2 separate regions of the Mus musculus genome follow, and region 2 is linked to region 1. Evidence: chromatin contacts called from public promoter capture Hi-C data. All regions are on one chromosome and are shown on one strand. Each heading gives the region's core, a stretch centred on a gene start, on an enhancer-like site or on the middle of the called end of the contact. The rest is flanking DNA. Distances are from core to core; before and after follow the strand shown.

Region 1 (7,417 bases), core at 3,294-5,793:
TGAGGACCTGCCAGAGTCTCTAAGTCATACTGGCGCCTCACTGTCCTATTCTTGGAGACTCTTGGCCCTTCATCAGAGTCATGGGAGCAGCTGACCCCAGACTCCAGCATGCCAGCAGACTCGTGTAGCGCTCGGCCCATTCCAGGACACAGGGCTATGCTATGAGACCACACTGTCCTTTCTGCCGTACTTCATCCCCTCCCCATCCCCATGGTTCCAGGGATGAAACTTAGGTCATTAAACTTGTATGGCAAGTGCTTTACTCCTGAGGATAACTGATCATCTGATCCTCCCACCTCCACCTCCCAAATGCACTGCCATGCCCAGCTCTTGCTCCACTTGGGTCACACCTGACCCAGACCTCTGGCTACGAGCCTTTACCCCTCATGACCTGCTAGATCTGACACACTCTTCCTTCTGCCATTCCTGCACACTCTGAGGATGACAGTTTGGAGCATCTGGCAAAAGCAATCAGTGGCTGCCCAGCACCCCTATCTGTGACCTGGACTAGAGTCTTTTGTGCTAGGTACACTACCTTAGAGAGTGACTCTTTGGTTCTAGACAGCATCAGGACCAAGGGGCAGGCTTCCCAGCTCTGCAGGGGTATCAGTGAGAGCCAAGTAGCAGCCTCTCCCCTGGTGTCTATGGCCCATCTGGCTCTCATCCCATGCATCCCCCAGACAGGAAATGGAACAGTCCCACAGATCACAGCCTCATGACTTCTCTCCAGGCTCCAAGCATCTAGGACACAGCTTGGAGTCCATCTCCTGCAAGAGTGTCTAAAAGGACAGCCCCACTTGACAGGGTTAATCACAATCCTCCGACGTATTTCTAGAAGTAATGTTCACCAGGCCTGGAACATTGAAGCTCTAGGTGAGATATAAGTCAAAGCATTAAAATATCAAGGTCTTTGACTCTGTGTTACCTTAGGAACTGAGTTGAGGCTAAAAGGAGTCTACAGCTGGCCCAGCACATCACTCGCCTCGTACAGATGACAGCATTCTGCTTCCCTGAGTCATTAACCCCACTGGGCTCTCACCATCCCTGAAACACCACCACCCAGGACCCTTCCTCCAGCCCTTGGCATCGCCTTAGATGCTGTATCCACATGACCTTCAAAACAAGCACCCTAGTCTTGGGCAGAGGGATGAACTATCAGGGTGCCTGAGAGCCTTCTGTAATAGTCTGTATTTCCTCACTATGGATATTTTCCTGAAAAGCTGGTTGGTAACCTGTCTTTCCTGAGGTGGTGAGGGAGGTGCTCCTGTAGGCTCTAGGTCAGTGGTTCCTAAAGTGGATGTTCTGGCCAGTCACTTAGGTTCTGTGTGACTCTTCACACTGGCTAAGTCTGAGGACGGCTGCTGCTACTATGGCCAGGAAGAACAGCACAGCCTCCATTCTCCCACAAGCCAGCCTCTTCCCCAACACGAGTGCATCTCTTGACTCCCCTCACAAGTCCCATGATCCCCGCAGCAGGCTTTCTCTCAGTTTCAGGTCACAGAGGAAGTCCTGACAGGATTCCCTACTCCCCAATGTTAGTTACATTCAGCAAGGTGTCTGCTTACATCTCTGTCTGCAGTCTCATGAGGCAGGTGCCTGTCTTGAGAAAATAACTCTTCAGCAAGGTCAAGTGTTCCATGTTATACATGCCAGGTCACAGGAGAGGCTCAGAGCCCAGCCCTCAGGAGGCAGGAGCCAAAATCATTCTTTCTTCAAGGTCCTGTGGTTAGAGGCTCTTTGCATTGACCTAAAGGTCCTAGGTCCTACTTCTCTGGACTCTGAGCCTGGCTGCCTCTGCAAGTTAGGCAGCATCCCTCCGGAGCCTGCTCTATCACTGAAGTGTCAACCAGGGGCCAGTTCTACCCCCCTACCCCTCTAAGATGGGCAGTTTTTATCCAGAGAGGCAGGAAGGCCGACAATGTGCTGAGCTGTAGAGTCAGCAAGAGAAACTGTTGTGGGAAAGAAGAGGACAGCAGAAGGGTGGGGACAGGGGAGCAAGCCAGAGGAGGCAGGGCCAGTCCCAGAATGGACAGAGAGCCAGGATGCAGACCCTAGCCCAGCCAGAACTACCCCAGAACCAGAAAACACCCATTCTTCCAGGAGCACATCGAGGCAGCCTGGCTGGACAACAGAGGGCCACTGCTCTCCCCCCCGGACTGCCTCTGGTGTGGACTTCCAGAATGCCTCTCCCAACTTGTTTCCCAAGCCCCTCGAGCATCTTCCTGCTGACATCTGGACCAGCTGAGAGAGGAGCTGGGGAGTTTGCATGCTGCGGGACTGTAGAACTCCACAGAAGTCTGAACCATCACGTCTCATCTCAAGTGACCCCTAGAGACTGAACATGTCCTGCCAGCATCTCTGGCCCAGGATCTTCCTGGATAATCCCTTTGCTGAACACCTTGAGTTTGGACCAGGCCCTGGAGCTGGCTAACAGAGAAGGGATCCACACAGAGCCTCGCTGTCGCACAGAATTATGGATCAGAAGGACTTTCTACATCATGACAGTGTGGAAGCCCTTTGTTAAGAGTCCTGACATAGGAGTCTATCTTTACCTTCTCGTGAGGCCTACTGAAAGCCAGAGACAGCTCTGATGGCCATAACTGGGGGGGGGGGGAGGAGGCACTCCTGGCATCTGTCAGGTGGGGGCCCAGGATGCCTCCCACAGAGTCCAGGGCAGCCTCACACTAGGAAGAATTTACAGTCCAAACATCAACAGTGATGAGCCAGTCAAATTCAGTCCAGAATCTGTCAAATTCTTGACCCTCTAAATTTTAGGAAGAGGTGGTGGTCCAAGGCCTAGACTGGACAAATTATAGGCTCATTCCTGCTGGGAACCACAGGTCAACAGGAAGGGCAAGAAGCCCCAAAGGGAGGGTTGGACAGCTGCCCCAACTCTCCAACCCTAACCAACAGGCCCTAGCACAATCCTCAGACCTTGGCCCCAAGTCCAGTAAAACTGACCACAAGGTAGATTCTATGGGCTCTCTGCTGCTTCAACTCCATGTATGTTCCAGATTCTTGGCCCTATCCTTGTGAGCCCTTAGACGGACAGATGGACAGACAGACAGAGAGACAGACACACAGACAAAGAGATGAGGCTACAGGGCCTCCTGCGCCCTCTGGACTCACCTGTCCGGTGGCCTGACCCGAGCCGTCAGAGCACACAAACTGCACAAACTCCTTCAGCGAGTCCTGCCCATGGTGGTGGTGGTAGCGGATGGTTGGGTGTGTGAAATACGGGCTCGACTGCTGGATGATGGACGTGGAAGGGAAGTGCAGCGCTGATGCCGTGGCCCGGGGGCTCCCTGTGTGCACACAGGCAGGGGAGAGAAAGGGTGTGAGAACAGCCACGTGGAAAAGCAAGACACAACGGCTGGCAAAAGGGCTGAGGGTCCTGAGGAAGAGGCAGGATGGGGCAGAAGCACTGTGTCAGGCACAAAACGCCTCAGTCATCTAAGTTAAAAAAAAAATCAATGCAATAAAATAAAATAAACTGGCAGGCTAGTACCTGAGGGCCAGCTGCTTGCTTTTATAAATACTGTTTGCCGGGAGCTGGCGTGGGGGTTAGCTGAGGCAGGTGAACAGCCAGCTACCAGCGCAGGGTTGGGTTGGCCTATTTAAAATTGTTAGGATGTTGCTTTTCTGGTTGGTTTGTTGCTATCTTGTAGCCGGGGCTGAACTTGATGACCTTAAATTCTGGACCCTCGCAGGCACGTGCTGGGCACTTTCTTGTTGTTTGTTTTCGGATGGTTGATTTTCTTTTGTCTTTGCAGTACTGGGGTGTGCTTTCTGCCACCACGCCTCAGTCCCAGCAAACTGTTACAATGTTACTTGCTTCTCATAAGGTTTTGCTCTTGTTTGGTTTTTGAGACAGTCATAGGGCCTCCAATTCTTGATCCTCCTGCCTCAGCCTCCTGTGTGCTGGGATTTCAGGTGTTAGACTCACCCTATGCTTTGCAACTGTTTTTACTGTTTAGAAACAACACACTAATATGTTACTTATTGCCGGTTGAGTTTTTTTAGTATCCTTGACATTTTCCTTCTTTTACCCTTGGCAAACACCTCACTTGCCCCGTCCTAGGTGTGAGCCTGCCTGAAAGGACCGACACCAGATTACCACAGCCCCGTGGTCTCTGGACAAGCAGACCCTGCCTGTGCAGGATCGGCACCCGGCACACACACAACTCCAAATGTGTAAGTGGATGCTTAGGCCCCCCTCATGTGTTGGCCCTGCCGCTGTGAACTCACAGTTCCTACCCCTGTACAGGCCTCAGCTCTTCCTCAAGTTCTCCCCCTTCCTGTCTGTTTCCAATCAGCTCACTCTTGCTCTCAGTTTCATTAGGGGGCTGAGGAAACTTGGCTTCTCTCTGGAGTTCATAAAAATGGAGCGCAGCAGGGTGGAGCCTGCCTCCCTCCTGCCGCCTGCACAAGGCCTGGGCTCCCTGCCCCCACCTTGTGGCCACCACACCCTGCCCCAGTGCTGGCTGCCTCTGGGCTCTAAGCCAGGAGGCCCCAAGGAGGAAGCCGGGAGGTAAACCTCCCTGTCGCGTCCTACAGAAGAGAAGAGAGGCATGGCAGATACAGGGCCATGTGCAAACAAAAGCCAGGCCTTTGCTGCCAGATGGGTGCTGAGGCGGAAGCAGCACGTGCAGGAGGGCCAGGTTCCCGGGTATCCTGCCTGGCCCCACCCTCAGGAAGATCCAGCATCTTCTCAGGGCCTGAAGATGCCCTCAGAGCAGCAAGACAGTCCTTTTCATGGTGAGCCTTGTCCTTCTGGCCCAGCCCTTCACTTCTGGGAAAAGCAGGGAGGCCCAGATTTGGTGCCGGTTTGCTCTAGGACAGACACCAGGAACCTGGACTGCTGAGCAGTACTCTTTCTAATCCACAGGAGAGCAACTTGGCTCAACTACTTGCTGGTGGGGGAGGGGGAGGCTGCATGCAGCTCCCAGTGAGCATGTGCAGACCATGCACCCAACACAGACTTAACACAGCCAGAGTTAGCATGTGGGAGGGATTCTAGGAACCGAGTGGGCAGCCTGGTTCTCAGAGTTACACTGCCCATCCCATGCCACCCCACTGCTGTGCCACGACCCACTTGGGGAGCCCAGATCTATAACTTAGATTGATCCCTGGCCCCCTGTTGCTCCTGGCCAGCTGCCCCTTGCTGTGGCTGCCTCCCGCAGTGTCCCCTTAAGCCCCGCCCCCATCTCTCACCTGGTCTGACTCCAGCAAGCACAGGCAGCGGGTGGTGGGTGAAAGCCATGCGTGGGGAACTGCCCTGAGAGGAGAGGGCGCTGCAGAAGTCCAGCTTTCCTGACTTCTTTAGAGAAGCAGGGCCTGGGGGGAGGAAGCAGCAACACGCAGGTTTAGCTGGCTGGGGTAGGAAGCCAGCTAAGCAGCCCGCTCCTTCTCTTCTCAGCACCCAGCAGCCCTTCCTCCACCTCGGGCCCTGCTCTGCTCCTCCTGGGGCCTGACCTCAGGGGTGCAATCTGGCTACAGTTGCTTCTGCAGAGAGGAAAATGAGGCCCCTGGTAACATGTGGGAGGATATGCTGGGCAAGGGTGGCTGGCAGAGGAAAGCATCCTGCTCCTGACGGTCGATAAAGGAATTAAAATGGGTACAAGGCTGGCATCTAGGAAGGGATGCACGAGGAGCCCACAGATGCCTGCTGGAGAGCCATGAAAGGAGCCAGAGCGCCAAGGGTGGGACGCACAGGCTGGGGGCTGTGACAAGACACCCTGGCCTGAAGAAACCAGCACTCTCTTTCTGGAGAAAAGGAAAAGGGAAAGCATGGTTAGAAGCCCTCCAAAGCAGCAAAAGGAGAACAAAGGCAGGAGCCAGAGCTGGGAGCACCCTGGGAACAACTAGAGGCAAGGACTGCCCTGGCCATAGGGCTCAGAGAGTGGGGCTCTTCTCTGCCCTGTTGCCAAAGGCAAGGGCGGTATTAGCCAGAGACGGGTACAAAAAGACCCCCATCTGGGCTTTGCCTTTGACAGTCAAGAGATTGCAAGCCAACACCATCTCTGTCCAGTATGCACAGTTCCAGGTGACAGGCTGTCAAACAGCTCCCAGGAGCACACTCTTTCGGTATCTCTTATCCTGGACTTAGCTTCAAGGCCATGCCCAGACTGACCAGGCAAAGGTGGAGGTGAGGCAGACTTTGAGCTTCGATCTTTGAGGGATAAATCTATTTGTTTTTGATGGGAAAGGGGGCTGCAGAACAGAAACTCAGAGTTTCAACCACAGAGAGAATTGGGGGGAGGGGGGAGGGCGAGCTCCCAGCGACCAGCAGAGGTGTTATCTGGCGGCAGCTGTGTACCACCTGATAGCTGGCATGATGAGGAGGGGGGAGTGCCCCACCAGCTGTGCACAGCTGTCCCTGCTGCTGCACAGTGCCTACCCAGCTGTTCCCATCCTGCAGCTGGGCTGCTTAATTGGCGATTTGTCGCAGCCCAGGGAAACGACGACAAGTTGGGGTATAAGGGATTCTGGGGGCGCAGTGCATGGCAGAACTACCAGAAGCAGCAGAAATGGGCAGGCGGTAGAGCAGACAGAGGGCAGACTGCAGAAGCCTGGCAAGGGGGCTCTTGGGAACATGGAGTCACAGGCAGTCAGCGGGTCCTCAAGGTACCCTAGCAGCAGTCCTTGCAGATGTCACCTGCCCAAGGGCGAGTCTGGCTGGGACCTGGCACACAGCAATCTTCAAACTTCTCAGCTCCCTCTCTACCCACCTCCAGAGATTCCCCTAGGGGTGTGTGTAGGTCACACTGGCCCAGACCCTGTCTGCCACAGGGAGATCCTGTGAGGGACCTCCAGGTCATGCTGGGGGTGCCTTTCCACAGAGCAGTCCCCATTGGTGCTCGAGAGGGTGGCAAGTCCACTCCCTCTGCCTAAGACCAGGAGGTCAGCTTTGCTTGTCGTTGCACGGGAAGCAGAGCCAAAGCCAGAGGCTGCACCAGCTCTCTCAGCCCGTTCTCTACCAGACACCTGGTTCAAACCATGAAGGCCGGTCCCCAGCCCTATCCAGAGTGTCCCCAGCTCCATCTACACTGGGCAAGTTCTGTATCCACTGTACGTACGATGGCAGGTCTGCACTTTCAGGTCCCAATGCCTCAAGGACATTCACAGCTTTTGGTGTGTATAAATCTGTCCCTCTGGGCTTCTAGGCTGCCTATCTGACCAGCCTGTCCTGGAGCAGCCCTTGGCTGGACTCAGCAGGAAGCCAGCTCAGTGAGGACTGGGAAGGTCTAGGCTGCTTCCTCTGGGCTCGACAGAATCTCTGTTCTTTGCTAGTTTCCCAAGACAGTTCTGCTCTTCCACACCCTCAGTTCTAAGCTTCTCTGTAAAGCTGGGCCCCAGGGCTAGGGTTAGTCTACTTCAAATCTGTCTCCCCGAGGGAGGGCACCCGGCAATGTCT
Region 2 (7,417 bases), core at 2,094-4,593, 270 kb after region 1:
TGTCTCACCTTCCCAGGTGCAAAGATTACAAGTCCACAAAGTCCTGCTTTTTTTTTTTCTTTTCCTTTCTTCTTTCTCTCTCTTTCTTTTTTCCGGAGAGGGGGTTTCTCTGTGTAGTCTTAGCTGTCCTGGAACTCACTCTGTACACCAGGCTGGCCTCAAACTCAGAAATCCGCCTGCCTCTGCCTCCCAAGGGCTGAAATTAAAGGCGTGTGCCACCACCACCCGGCCAGCTTTTTTTTTTTTTTTCAAGTTTCTTTTTCAGATTCATTTTTTTAATGTGTATGAGTGTTGGCCTACATGCATGTATGTGCCTGGTGCAAATATGTCATATCTCCTGGTACTGAAGCTATGGATGGTTGTGAGCCACCATGTGGATCCTGGGAATCCAATTGGGTCCTCTGCAAGAGCAACAAGTGACCTCATCCGCTGAACAACCACTCCAGCCCCTACACTCGTCTTCTAAGATTATGTATTATGCAGATTGATGCCTTGAACTTCCTGACAGCCATCAAATCACACACATACACTCAGCTGAACAAACTCCAGGATCCCAAGACACAAGTGGAGGCTAACCCAATCATAGACCCACCACCTCGCACCTACGCAGATAGGATCACATTTCCCTTGGACTTAGATACTCAGTGTTGAGAGGTGGGAACAGGATAGGAGCTCCAGCAGAACTGCAGTAACCAGGTACGGGAAGATTATCAGAGTCCCCAAGCCAATGGAACATGGAATTCACAGAGAATTTTGCATACTAATGGGGGTGGGTGGGTACTGGCCTCTGGTGTGGAACCCAGGGTCCCCATCCCAGCTGTGATGACTGGATCAACATCCAGATGTGCAGGCTGAAGGGGATGGGCTGGGGTCCAGCTGTGGCCTTAGGGAGGGGTTGAGTCACTCACTTCCCAGCAGTACAACTCAGGCTGGGTCCAGCTGTTCCTGGAAACATGTTCGAGGTGGGGTCCCCAAACCAGCTAGAGGCTTCCAAACTTGCAGAGCAGGGATTCTAGGTTCCTATAAATGGGGGCCTTCGGATCTCTGCAAACTTGGAGGTTCCCTACACCTAAAATGGGTTGGCATCCTTCTAAATGCAAGGTCCCTCTCAAAGGAAGGATTTGTGGCTCTTTTTGCAGAATTAAATGCACTTATATCCAGAGCATTGCTCCTTGGTTGTAAAAAGAGATTGCCTTGTTGCCAACACCAAAGCTTTCTTTTCTTCCCCCTAAAAGATGGGACTCTTGCTGACCCTGTGGAAGATTATAACTTCTTCCCCATCAGAGAGTGAAGTATCTTCACTATTTGTTTCCTTATGTGTTTATTTATTTTGAAATAGGGTCTCTCTAATGTGGTCCTTGCTATCATGAAACTCAATATGTAGGCCAAGCTGGCCTCAGGCTCATGGCAGGCCACCCGCCTCTGCCTCTGGAGTGCTGCTATTAAAGGCAGGAGCACCGTCATACTCAGCTCCTAAGCTTCATTTAAATCTTTTTGTTTTGGGTTTTTGGTTTTTTTGTTTGTTTGTTTGTTTTTTTTTGAGACAGGGTCTGTGTGTAGCCCTGGATGTCCTGGAATTCTCTCTGTAGATCAGGCTGGCCTCAAACTCAGAGATCTGCCTGCCTCTGCCTCCCAGTTTCATTTAAATCTTGACTTCTTGAACATCTGGACACCTGTGATATCACACCAACGCTGGGACACCTTAAGTCACTTCCCAGACCTGGATTCTCAGATTTCTCCTAAACTTCAAAATCCCTGCAATGCAACCTTCACCCTAAATTTTTGTGTCCCAGAATGTCACACATTCTTTTAACAATCATGGTTCCTGGTAACAGTGTGTTTGTGTGTAGGACAGCACAGCTTTGTTTCCACTGTGGGGCATCAACTCTGGTGGATGTGGGATGGGGGAGCCAGTTGGCAGGCCCCATGCCCAGTCCAGTCTGGAAGCACACTCCCTTCTATACCTTTCCACAGGGTCTCAGGGACTGGAATCAGGAAAACAAGGCGTGAGGGTCTGTGGAAGTGTGAATCAGCCTCCAAGGCTCTCTGGTGTGTGCAGCTGAGAGTTTGAGTGGGTTGCAACCGAGTGTCTGTAGTAGATTAACAACTCTAGTAAGATAGAGGGCGGGTGGCTGATGTCGCTGGGCTCACCCAACCAGGACAGGGTCGCTGGACTGGATCCCGGCTCATTGCCTGGATGGAAGCAGAACATTATCCCCCTCCGAACTGAACCCGCCCCAAAGCAGAGCCGGCTCCACTCCTCCCTCTGGGCACATTTAATAGCCTCTAATTACAGCACATTACCCCACCCGCCAGAGAGGGGAGGGGCTACTAGTGGACCCAGGGGTCAAAGGGCGTGGTCTGGGCTTTACCCCTGGCGTCAAAGCCCGTGTACTTTGTAGCCGCTGTTTACTCATTTGCAAAGCGGCGGATTAAAAAAAAATTAAATAAAAAAATTAAATAATACAGTTTCTAAAATTAAGAAACAAAACCTGGGAATTAAAGTAGCCCTTGTCTCCTAGGGTCGTGGAAAACATTCAATTGTCTGTAGATATATAGCTTATTGTAAAGTCTGAAAACAGTAAGCACTCCACAAATGATGTCTTGAGACTTTATTGTCAAAAAATTCTAAGCTCTCTGCGCTCCCCTAAACCGGCTCAACCGGTGGACGCACCCTTTTCCCAGAAGGATGCGTTCCTACGTTCTGCGCGCCCCCTGGTGGGCTTCAGATCACCCGCAGCTTTGGCCAGGTCGAGTGTTTTTTAGGGCAGGAAGGTGCTCAAAGCACCCGGGGCCGGGAAGGAGCAGAGTAGCTCGCAGGAAAGAGACCCCGGGCTGGGCAAGTGCTATGTCCTTTACTCAGGACATACTTGACCCTTCCTGCTCCCAACCATACCCGAGTTTTCAGAAGGACTCCAGCCAGAATCACTTCTCTGGGGAAGACGCTTTTAAGATCCTCTCACTCCACGACTACAGGATTTATAATTATTCTCTGCGCCCACATTAAGAAAGGCTCAGATCATAACGCGGCTAAACCGGAGGATTTCTTTCAGCTTTGGGGGGGAACCATTAAAGTGCCTGTGAAACTGGGTGCGGTAGATCCGCCTTAAAAGGATCTTGAGGACCACTCCACTACATAAAGAGAAGCCGCGAGGAGTGGAGGTCACCAGCAGCAGGACTGAGCCAGACTGACACCTAGCGGCAGAATGTGCACTTGCCTATGTCCCGCATCTAAGATGGCGAGGCAAGTGTTTGCAATGGGAGATCACGTGTCTGGGGCGGAGCCTATGGCTAGGGGGCGGGGTGGAGCGGGGCGGCGCTCTAGGCCGAGCGGGAGGTCTGGGCTTCGGGCGCTCGCTGGTGGCGGACCCGGAGGCTGCTGCTGCGTGCCGGGGCTCCTTGGCCCGGATCGAATTCGATCCGGAGCCATGAGTGTGGACAAGGCCGAGCTATGCGGGTCTCTGCTCACCTGGGTAGGTCGGGGGGCGGGGCTGGGTCAGGTGTGCGCCCTCTCCTCTCGTCCTGTCTTGGTCTTCTTTCCTCGGTTTTGGACCTGGAAGGAGGAATAGATCGTAGGCTTGCTGGGCCGTTGGACTCTGACCTGACCACCTGCGTCTGTCACGTGGGCAGGCCTGAGCGAAAAGACCAGGTGAGGCCACGCCCCTCTGGAGGGCACAGGCCTGGTCACATGTTAGCAGTGGGGACCAGGTGACTGGTGGTAACGCCCTGACCTAGGTTTGCAGGGTTTGCCAGGATAGGTAAAATGAAGCCACGCCCCGTCCTTGCCTAGGCGTGTAGAAGTCACGCCCCCGAAGATGTGATATGTTGGTGCTACAGGCTAATGCCTTTCTAACCCCGTGAAATGTCTGATGGCTGGGGAAAAAGTCTGCAATTCCAGGTCCTCAATTTTCCTGTTGCCCTTCCGTCTTCCCCCTTTAGTTGCAGACGTTCCAAGTTTCACCCCCCTGTGCCAGTCCCCAGGACCTGAGCAGCGGACTCGCCATAGCCCATGTGCTGAATCAGATGTGAGTGTGGCGGCTGAGTGGGAGGATCCTGAAGGGCTCCCCAGCCTGCTCATCCCATCTTTCTGCCCCTAGAGACCCTTCCTGGTTCAACAACGAATGGCTCCAGGGCATCTCAGAGGACTCAAGCCCCAGCTGGAGGTTGAAGGTGACAGGTGGACTCATGACTAGGGAATAACTAGAGGACTTAAGGAGGTGAAGGCAAAGGGAAAGCTAGATACATGTCCTGTGCGATGGACAGGCAGTCTTGTCAGGAAGAGAGCCAGATGTCTGGTGATCAGCAAGCTATTTTTGTTTATATTGAGCACCCACAATAGGACAAAAAAACTTGCCACCATTCTTATGATGTGGGCAAAAGCACACACACAACACATGTTAACTTCCAAGAGGTGTGCTGGCAAATGCTTGTAATCCCAGCTATGGTGGTGTGTTAATACAGGAGGGTGGTAAACCATCCATCATCCCGTCTCAAAACCTTTAAAAGGCCAGGGATATAGTTGGCAAAAGAGAATTTGCTCACCCTACACAAGGTCCTGAGTTCAATCCCAAGTAGCAGGGTATGCTGGGTGGGGGGTGGGAGGGGGGATGGGCAGGGGTAGCCAGACCATGTGGCACACATGGAGTCCCAGTACTTAGCAAGCCAGAGGATCAGGACATCAAGGTTATCTTGGGTGGCTACACAGTAAGTTAGAACTCATTCTGAGCCACATGACACACTGCTTCAAGAAACAAAACTGGGCTGGAAGAATGGCTTGGTGGTTAAAAATGGATACTGTTCTTCCAGAGGAACTTACTGCTTCTCCAGAGAGGACGCACAGACATCAAACAGCTCTCAACCACCTGCAACTGCTCTAGGGGATGTGACACTTGTAGCCTCTGCAGGCATCCTCATATTCTCTTTCTTTCTCTGTCTGTCTCTCTCTCACACACACATACACACATACTTTCACACACACACTCTCTCTCACACACACACACACACACATACACACATACACACATGGTTAAAAGATAAAATAAATCTTAAAAAAACAAGAAAACAAATTCATATAAACCTATGAAGACAGTAAAAGGAGGGTCATGATAGCGATGGGAGGTGGGTAGGTGCTTATTTTGTTTTTTTTTTGGGGGGGGTTGTTTTGTTTTTGTTTTGTTTTGAAACAGAGTTTTTTTGTGTAGTCCTGGCTGTTTTAGATCTTGCTGTGTAGACCAGGTTTGGCCTCAAATTCAGAAATCTACCTGCCTCTGTCTCCCAGGTGCTGGGATTAAAGGCAGGTGCCACCATTCCTAGCAGGGACTCTATTTTAAGTACTGTGGAATGGTCTTAGCAAAGGAAAAACACAGCCTGGCTAAGCCGTTTCGAAGCTGCCCTTGGCTACCTGGGAAGAGATGCAGCACAGGTAGCAAGAGTAGGAAATGAAAGGTTGGGAATGGGGCTCAGCAGACCACAGCTGGTCCAGACTCCAGCACTTAAGGGCTGGACGCAGAATAGGAGAATAGTAAGGCGCCAGGGAGTGGCTCAGTGGAAAAGTCCTTGTCTACCATACCTAAGACCCTGGATTTGATCAGCAGAACTTCTACCCCATCCAACAAAGGTGGGAGATGAGAAACAGTGGGTACAGTCATCCAAGTGAGAGATAGTAGCAGTTGGGCCAGAGAGTGAAAGCCATTGCATTCTGGAACTTGTGAATTAAGAAGGTCAGGTAGACACTATAGACCATGCAGTTTAGCTCTAGAGGAGAAGGATATTTAGAACAGGGCCAGACAACAAGGTGGGATAATCAGGGAATGAAAATTGAGGGACGGGGAGGAAGTGAGGATAGGTTGGGGGGGGGGAGTTGCTGTAGACTTGCATGCATAGATAACTCCTTGGCGTCACCAGGTCAGGAAACTGGAGAAGATCTTACAGAGCTTGGTGGAATACTCGAAGAATGTGAGTAACTGCAAAGGAATTTAGGGGCTGGGTTGGGAGTCAGGGTTCAGTCTGTGAGCCCTGAAAGCTCCCTCTCTCGGTGTTCTCAGGTTCTGGGGCACCCTGTGTCAGATCAGCATCTCCCAGATGTGAGCCTCATTGGCGAGTTCTCAAATCCTGCAGAACTTGGCAAACTGCTTCAGTTGGTACTGGGCTGTGCTATCAGTTGTGAGAAAAAACAGGGTATGAAGAGGGGTAGAGGGGAGGAAACTGAGAGCACCCAGAGGATACCCTGAGGAAATGTTCTTTCCTCTCCAAGCCATCCCTGGTCTCAGCCTCTCGCCTTCACCTTCATCCCCAGAGTATATCCAAAGAATTATGACCCTGGAGGAGTCTGTTCAACATGTAGTGATGGAAGCCATCCAGGAGGTGGGTGCAGGCATCCCCTATAGAAATCCAGAAGGGTCGGGGGAGGGGACATTTATTTCTAGGGTAGAAGCAAGTGAGCACAGACCTGGCTTTGCATGGTAAGGTTAGGCCTCGGCCTGGAAGTCAGCAGGCCAGGTCTTATATATGTCAGCTCTCAGTCAGAATCCAGCAGCCTCAAAAGTTGTGGTCTTTTTCTACACTGGAAGGAGCCTCTGGGCAGGAGTTATCTGGCAAAAACTAGCCTTGGGGAAGAGGAAGAGGAGGGAAGAGTTTCCTAGGCTGAATTGTAGAAACCTTGAAGGTTGTATCAGAGAGCCTAGCTTACCATAATGCCCCCTTCCACAGCTCATGACCAAAGACACTCCTGATTCCCTGTCACCAGAGAATTACGGGAATTTTGATACACAGGTAATGATCACAAAACTTGGTAAAAGATTCAACCCCACCACTGGTTCTCTGGGCTGCTGAGGCGGAAAGGCTTGTCCTTAGGTAGTCCAGACAGCAGGGGTGAACTTTTGATTCTCCTGGGACTGCCTGGCTTGTAGCTGAGATTACAGCTGAACACCTGATAAGGGGGCTTGTTATCCTTGAGCTTTTAATCAACCCTCCCAGTCTCTTGGTGTCTTAGCCTCTTCCCTTGCCACATCCCAATGGTTAGAAAATTATTCTTCTTCCATATTCTTAGGACCCCAGCCCAGTCTTAAATCCTGGGGCTCCCTAACCCCTCCCCAGCATCCCTAGACATCACAACTTTCCCACTCCCTTCTGACTGGATCCCCAAGTCCTTCATCTTCTATTCCCCCCTTTACCCTTCTCAGTCCCGCAGGTACTATTTCCTGAGTGAGGAGGTGGAGGAGGGTGATCATCTTCAGCAACATTACCTGGATCTGGAGCGCCAGGTGGGTGGGGCCGCTTGCGTAAATCCTATCTGTGTAAGACCTGGTTTGTGCTTCAGTTCACCTATCTCCCCTGCCCACAGCTCTTGCTCCTTTCAGAGGAGAAGCAGAATCTGGCACAAGAGAACGCTGCCCTTCGAGAGAGGGTGGGCCGGTCG

The links. Promoter capture Hi-C pulls out the DNA fragments that hold promoters and counts their contacts.
Region 2: a contact with region 1 is called in a promoter capture Hi-C map of hematopoietic stem and progenitor cells. The contact joins the promoter of Hook2 here to the promoter of G430095P16Rik in region 1. A contact is called at or near these places in 9 of 39 promoter capture datasets (the SN4741 cell line, cranial neural crest, embryonic stem cells and 5 more), 1 of 484 Hi-C or Micro-C datasets (the G1E-ER4 cell line), 4 of 115 datasets of contacts at active chromatin or transcription factors (bone marrow-derived macrophages, memory CD8 T cells, microglia and 1 more) and 3 of 9 other capture datasets (adipose tissue, liver and pancreatic islet).

Annotation. Positions count from the first base shown.
Region 1 is chr8:84,718,514-84,725,930 of GRCm38.p6, forward strand. G430095P16Rik (RIKEN cDNA G430095P16 gene) reads left to right here and starts at 4,544. Exons shown (of 2, transcript NR_169084.1): 1 at 4,544-4,758. It overlaps Nfix (nuclear factor I/X), which reads right to left. Exons shown (of 11, transcript NM_001371053.1): 7 at 5,215-5,337; 8 at 3,130-3,305.
Region 2 is chr8:84,987,280-84,994,696 of GRCm38.p6, forward strand. Hook2 (hook microtubule tethering protein 2) reads left to right here and starts at 3,344. Exons shown (of 21, transcript NM_001372357.1): 1 at 3,344-3,473; 2 at 3,940-4,025; 3 at 4,098-4,170; 4 at 5,905-5,955; 5 at 6,045-6,177; 6 at 6,296-6,363; 7 at 6,709-6,771; 8 at 7,182-7,262; 9 at 7,343-7,417. The coding sequence starts at 3,429.